Regions from separate parts of the Mus musculus genome. Here region 2 is linked to region 1. Evidence: chromatin contacts called from public HiChIP or PLAC-seq data. All regions are on one chromosome and are shown on one strand. Each heading gives the region's core, a stretch centred on a gene start, on an enhancer-like site or on the middle of the called end of the contact. The rest is flanking DNA. Distances are from core to core; before and after follow the strand shown. Region 1 holds the start of Osm (oncostatin M). Region 2 overlaps Gm11958 (predicted gene 11958).

Region 1 (2,971 bases), core at 287-2,786:
GCACAGAAGCACTCACTGGGGCTACCACCTTCCACCATAAACCAAACAGGGTGAAGGAGATGGTGGTGGCTGCAATTTCCCTGCAGCTCTTCGGGGAGAGGTTGGGTTGTAGCCTCCAGCATCCCTGTCCTGACTTTATGGCATAACGAACAGACAAGAGAGTCCTCTATAAGATATCTGGCCTCATACAAGGGTTAGCTCTGTCCTAAGACTGACAGGTTAAGTTCCTGACTACTTTATAGACCTTAACATTCCCTGTAGGCAGAATAGAGTTGACCAGGGGTCTGTCCTGAGGTGCAGCCCCAGGGCAGCAGGTCACCTAAGCTCTTTTCACAGAGCCAGAAAAAGCACCTCTCCACTCACTGGGCCAGCCAGTGCTGACGGCCATTCTGCTGAAAGGTGAGCAAGATGCGAGAGGAAAGCCTGTCCAGGTCACCCATGCTCAGCACTCGCCCTGCCCTTCCTGCCACCGACACACGAACCCCTAACACACGCACACACCAGGACTGCTGGGAGCCCAGGAGAAGGTTGTAGGGGTGAGGGCAGATGATCATAGTTCCAGCTCGCAGGCCCCCACCCTCACAGGCACCGGCAGCCACGTGGTCGGAAGGGGCCTGTGGTGCAATGGCCCGGAAGGCTACGACACCATCCTTCCCTTCCTACAAACCAACCAGCCCCACCCCACCCCACCCCCTCGCCCCTGGGGAGGGCCTGTAGCCCAGGCGTGCCAACCACAAGTCCCCTCCCCATCTTCCCCCGTGTCTGCAGCTACACTGCCAGTGAGGGTCCACAGCGAGCTTGTAACAGGTGCACATGGACCAGTGCCTGTGGGGGTGTGCCCGTAGACCTAGGTGAGGCACTGCAGTACCTGCCCCGGTCACCGGGGGTTCTGGTCTGCAGGTGAGACTTCCTACCTTACTGAGAGGGAGGACCTGTTCCCACATAGATGGCTCTGCTTGCCTGTCCCCGTGTGGGTGTGGCTGTATGAGTGGCGGGATGATCTAAGGACCTCTGGCTTGGCTGACTTTGCATCTGCCCCAGACCCCGAGAATTGAATCAGAGCAAGAAGTGAGCCCCTTGCTCCATTTCCGCGCAGATCTGGAACTTCCTTCTCTGCTCATCCCCTACCTGCCTTGGGCTTCTCCAGACTCTTCTCACTCTTTCTCCTCTTCCCTCATGCCCTGGTCCCCGGCATGGTCTCTCTCACGCCTCCCTCTGGAATACCTTCCAGAAATACTACGTTTCCACCTGTGGCTATGCTGGGGTCTCAGTGGATCCCTGCCCTACTAGTTCTCCCTCTCGTCCACATCCTTCACTTGATCTACAGCTCCCAAGGGCAGAGGGTGCCTACAGCAGCCAGTTGGCCCAGCTGCGCCCTGGGATGGTAGAAAGGAAGGAAGTACTTACTGAGCAGTGTTCTTAGAAGCCGTGTCTGCATACTGGGTCCTGGTACTCTGGCCCGTGCCTCTCAGGGGTGACACAGCTTGGCTGGGTGTCCTGCAGGCTGGCAGCCACTTTATGCCCGACGGGGCGATTGGCCAACATCTCGTGAGGTGGGTGGGGAGGGGGAGGGGGAAGGGCAGGCCTTCTGGGAACATGACCCCAAAAACCAAAGTCTCCCCAGGCGGCCAATGGGCGCCATGCGCCATGACATGCCCGCTCCTCCTCCCGTTTTCTTCGAATTCGTTCTTCGAGGTCAGCCCCACGCCCAAGGATGATGTAAACCGCAGCCTCAGCCTTCTTGGGGTGAGCGGGCAGCACGGGGGTCCGTATCATCTTCAGGGATCAGTCCAGGGGTCAGAGCACGACTTGCAAGGGAGGCCACCCCTGGTCCAGAAACTACCAACCTCCTAGGACACGAAGGTTTAGGGCTAAAGGGAGCCAGACATCTTCCTTGTTGAGTGCCCTTCCCACCCTCTCGCTTGGGCTGTCGGGACATCTGTGAGCGGAAACCACCAGGCTCTGGGCACAGAGCCAGACTTGGGCCCCAAAGATTGTGCCTCTAATCCCAGGTCAGCATCTTCTAGCCCAACTCATTTCCATTGTCTCTATTAACTGTCCTCGCCCAGCCTTCCCAATCCCAGATCCTCTCTCTGTAGACAGGGTCCTTTAGGACCCTTGGAGCAAGAGAAATTAGAGAACGGGTTCAAAGCTTGTGACACGCTGTGTCGCTGTGTTGTCTGAGGCAAGTCACTCAGCTACTTTGAGCCCCACCTGAGAAAGCGAGAGAGAAAAGCACTCCTTGGTTCACCCCTCAAGGTCACTGCCAACATGGACATAAAAGGCAAAAAAGCCTTTGAAGAAAAAAGAAAAGACTAGGCTTGAATTCCAAGTACTGGTTTTCAGGGGATGGGATGGAGGGGGCGGGGGAGACCGGGAAGCTGTGAGCTCAGAGGGGAAGCTGGAGGGAGGGGTGGGGGAGCTGCGACAGTTGGACACAAGGTTTCACTTTCTCTGAAAGATAGCGATCCATCATGGGTGGGTCTTCTGCTTCTCCGCACTGAGGGACTGAGGCCCAGGCTGAGCCAGATCCACAGGCCATGCTTGGAAGCCACAGCACATCTGCCAAGCTAGAATGAGCATCCTTAGGCTGTACCTGCTGTTGGCCCTCATATATTCATTCAACAACCCCCCCACTCCCTATCCAGGAGGCGACTGTGCCCCCATCCACATATTCTCTGCACCTAGCAGAGTGTCCCCCTTGTTAGCAACTCCCCAGTACAGTCTAGACTAGATCCTTCTGAAGTCTTCATTTCCTCCTACTGAATTTCTTACCTCTGCCCACTCCAGGGTGCTGTTCCCTAGGGCCCTGGTCAGGGATCCTTCTGCATTTCATATCCGTGATGTCATCCTGGGACAGTCCCTATACCCCTACACTCAAGCTCTCACTGTGATAAGGAGACAGAGGGAAGCTCCAAGCAGCCCCAGATCTAGCCGGAGAGTGTTATGTCGTGCTTCTCGGAACCCATAT
Region 2 (2,971 bases), core at 245-2,744, 52 kb before region 1:
GACTATGTTCTGTCCCTACAATAGAATGTTATCTAGCCAGGAAAAGAAGGAAGCCAGCAGTGGTGGTAGCACACACCTTTAATCCTAGCACTCTGGAGGCAGAGGCAGGCAGATCTCTGAGTTCAAGGCCAGCCTGGTCTGCAGAGTGAGTTCCAGGACAACCAGGCTCCTCTACACAGAGAAACCCTGGTTCTAACAACAACAACAACAACAACAAAGAAAGAACAGAAAAAAGAAACTATGTTCCAGCAGGGCCATCTTTGCAAACACTAACTTAAATGACAGACATTGGTCCTCAAAGGCTACTCAAATGAGTGCATTTATGTGAATTTTTTTGTATTAGGACAGTAGCCCAGGCTATGTGAGCCTGAACTTCACAAGTACTAGAATCAAAGATCTGTGCCACCATGCCAAGCCATGGTTATTTTTACAGTTACAAAAAATGTTCTAAAATTCTCTGTGGTTGTAGGTATACATCTGAATACATTAAAAGCCACTGAACTGCCCTTTTGAATGAGAGGGTTGAATGGTGGAGCACCCTATCTCTATAAAGCTATGTCAAAAAGAGAAGGCTAGAGGCAAGCATGGTGGTGCACACCTGTTGTCCCCGCACTTCAGAGGCAGGGACAGAAGAGTCCAGCCTGAGGCTAGCCTGAGCTCCACAGTGACAGGGAGAGGAGAGCCCAGCCTGAGGCTAGCCTGAGCTCCACAGTGGCAGGAACAGGAGAGGCCTGCCTGAGGCTAGCCTGAGCTCCACAGTGGCAGGGACAGGAGAGGCCAGCCTGAGGCTAGCCTGAACTCCATAGGGAGAGGCTGTCTGGGAGGGAAGAAAAGTTTAAGGTTTAGATTTGACAGAACTCATACATCAGGGAGGTCAGATCTGTGAACAGTTCGTCAGGACATCAGCAAGCACGTGGAGGGACGCAGGGCAGGCGATCAGGGGGACTTGTGAGCCCAGGTGACACATGCCTGCCTTCCTGTCTGTTAGGATGGCCTGCTGTCCTCCCCCTGAAACCCTGTTCCTGGGCCTCCCTGGGGAAACACTGATGCCTGAGGAGAAATCGAAACAGAAGAGCAGGTGTCACCTCCTGGGCAAATTCCAAGAAAAGACAGAGAGAGGCTCCCGAGGTGATAGCTCACAAGCTTTGAAGGGAGGAAGGAAACAGAAGCCACAAGAGAAAGTGAAAGAGGAGGTGGGTGTGAGAGAGAGGCAGGGACCTGGGCATAGGCCATGCAGATCACACTCTACCAACACTGAATCCACAGGGCCTCCCTCATCCTTCCATTGCCTCCAGTCTCAGAAGTCCTACAATCTCTTCCTTTCTGCCTTGGCCCCTGAGTCCCTGATGCCCTGGGATTTATGGGTCCTGAATCTGAAGGCAGCCAATGCCACTGTGTTGTCATTGAAATTGTTTTGTTTTGTTGTCCTCCCACCCCATGACTGGGACTCTCTAGCCAGTGTTTCTGCACTGTAGACGGATGACTGCTTTGTTCTCTAAGGCAGGTGTGGCATCCTTACAGTTCTGTCTCTAGAGTCAGAATTCAATCCCTGGCCAGCGACGAAGGTTCTAGGACAGGGCTAAGCAGGGCATAATGGCACTTCTTGTGCTGTCTTGGTCTGTGACTTCACCTTGCTTCTGCTCTCTGTGGGGTCACAGCACAAACAAGGCCTGAAGGTGTCTTCTCTGTTCAGTGGGAGATAAGCTGAGGTTTGTAGAGGCAGCCAAGGTGTTGGGGCTCCTGGACTCCACCACTCTCCTTTAGCCCTGTTGGCTCTGAGCTGACATGGCAGGTGACAGAAGGCCTGGGATTCTGCAGGAGCAGGAGACCAGCTCCACATTTAGGTCATGCATCCTGGGTTAGCTGATAGAACCTTGCCTAGAATGTGCAAAACCCTGGGTTCACACACACACACACACACACTTGGACACACATACACTCACACTTACACACAGCCACACACACACACTTACACATACACACATACACATACACAGCCACATGCACACACACAGATTCACATCACTCAGCCACACACACATACACTTACACAGACACACACACACACTGAGCCACATAGACATACACTCACACAGGCACACATACACACACACACACACACACACACACAGAAACACATACACACACACAGAGCCACACACACTTGGACACACACACACATACACACTTACACACAGCCACACACACAGCCACATCACTCAGCCACACACAAATACACTTACATATACACACACAGCCACATGCACGCACACACAGCCACAGCCACACACACATACACTTACACAGACACACACACACAGACACACACACACACACACAGAGGCAATGTCCCATAGAGGCTGTTCAGTATGATAGAGAAAACTCACACAGATGTCCTCAAATGTGCAGAGGCTTCATAGCCAAAGGCTGAATGAAGTTGGTCTGTGTCAGCCCCGAGAGCAGAGGAATGGGAACGTGGACAAAGGACTGTGACAGAACGGGCTACCTGAGGTGGGCGTCTGAGGCTACATAAGGAAGAAGCCAATCCACCTCTGACTCAGTTTCTCCTTCTGAACATTTCTGTGACCACACCAGCAAGCAACTCGGAAGTTCATGACACAGCTGGGTGCTCTTGAATCCACTCAGTCCTGCCAAGCTCGCCGCTCACCGGTAGGGTCTGCTTCCAGCTCATGCCAGGAGTTTTTGCTCACATGCCGACTATAAAACAGGTTCCCACACTCCCTCCCTGCCTTCCGTTAGTTTGTTTGAGCCCCTCACAGAACTTGGGAAACCACCACAGTGGACAGGATTGTCACAGGGATTACAAAGGCTGCAGATGAGGAGGCACCCCCAAGAGAGGAAGAACTCCCATCTCTCTGACACTTCCCTGAAGGAACCTTTCTTGTCCAGAAACCTCTTGAGCCCAGACTTTCTGGGTTCAGGAAGACTTCATCGGGTAAGCAAGAGTGCT

The links. HiChIP or PLAC-seq counts read pairs in DNA pulled down with a chosen protein or histone mark.
Region 2: an H3K27ac HiChIP or PLAC-seq map of CD8 T cells shows a contact between it and region 1, with 10 times the contacts expected there. The contact joins the enhancer-like site here to the promoter of Osm in region 1. A contact is called at or near these places in 1 of 484 Hi-C or Micro-C datasets (erythroblasts), 4 of 115 datasets of contacts at active chromatin or transcription factors (CD8 T cells, the SCID.adh cell line and embryonic stem cells) and 2 of 9 other capture datasets (adipose tissue and pancreatic islet).

The regions. Positions count from the first base shown.
Region 1 is chr11:4,235,350-4,238,320 of GRCm38.p6, reverse strand. It overlaps Osm (oncostatin M), which reads right to left and starts at 1,536. Exons shown (of 3, transcript NM_001013365.2): 1 at 1,408-1,536. The coding sequence starts at 1,438.
Region 2 is chr11:4,287,639-4,290,609 of GRCm38.p6, reverse strand. All of the region lies in intron 2 of Gm11958 (predicted gene 11958), which reads right to left. Among named protein-coding and RNA genes, the nearest start is that of Gm11958, 3.7 kb to the right of the region's middle. Within about 2 kb of position 1,494, at least 74 of the 459 cell types and tissues checked have an H3K27ac peak or open chromatin away from gene starts, as enhancers often do. A contact at or near this core is called in CD8 T cells and the SCID.adh cell line, where this site is marked.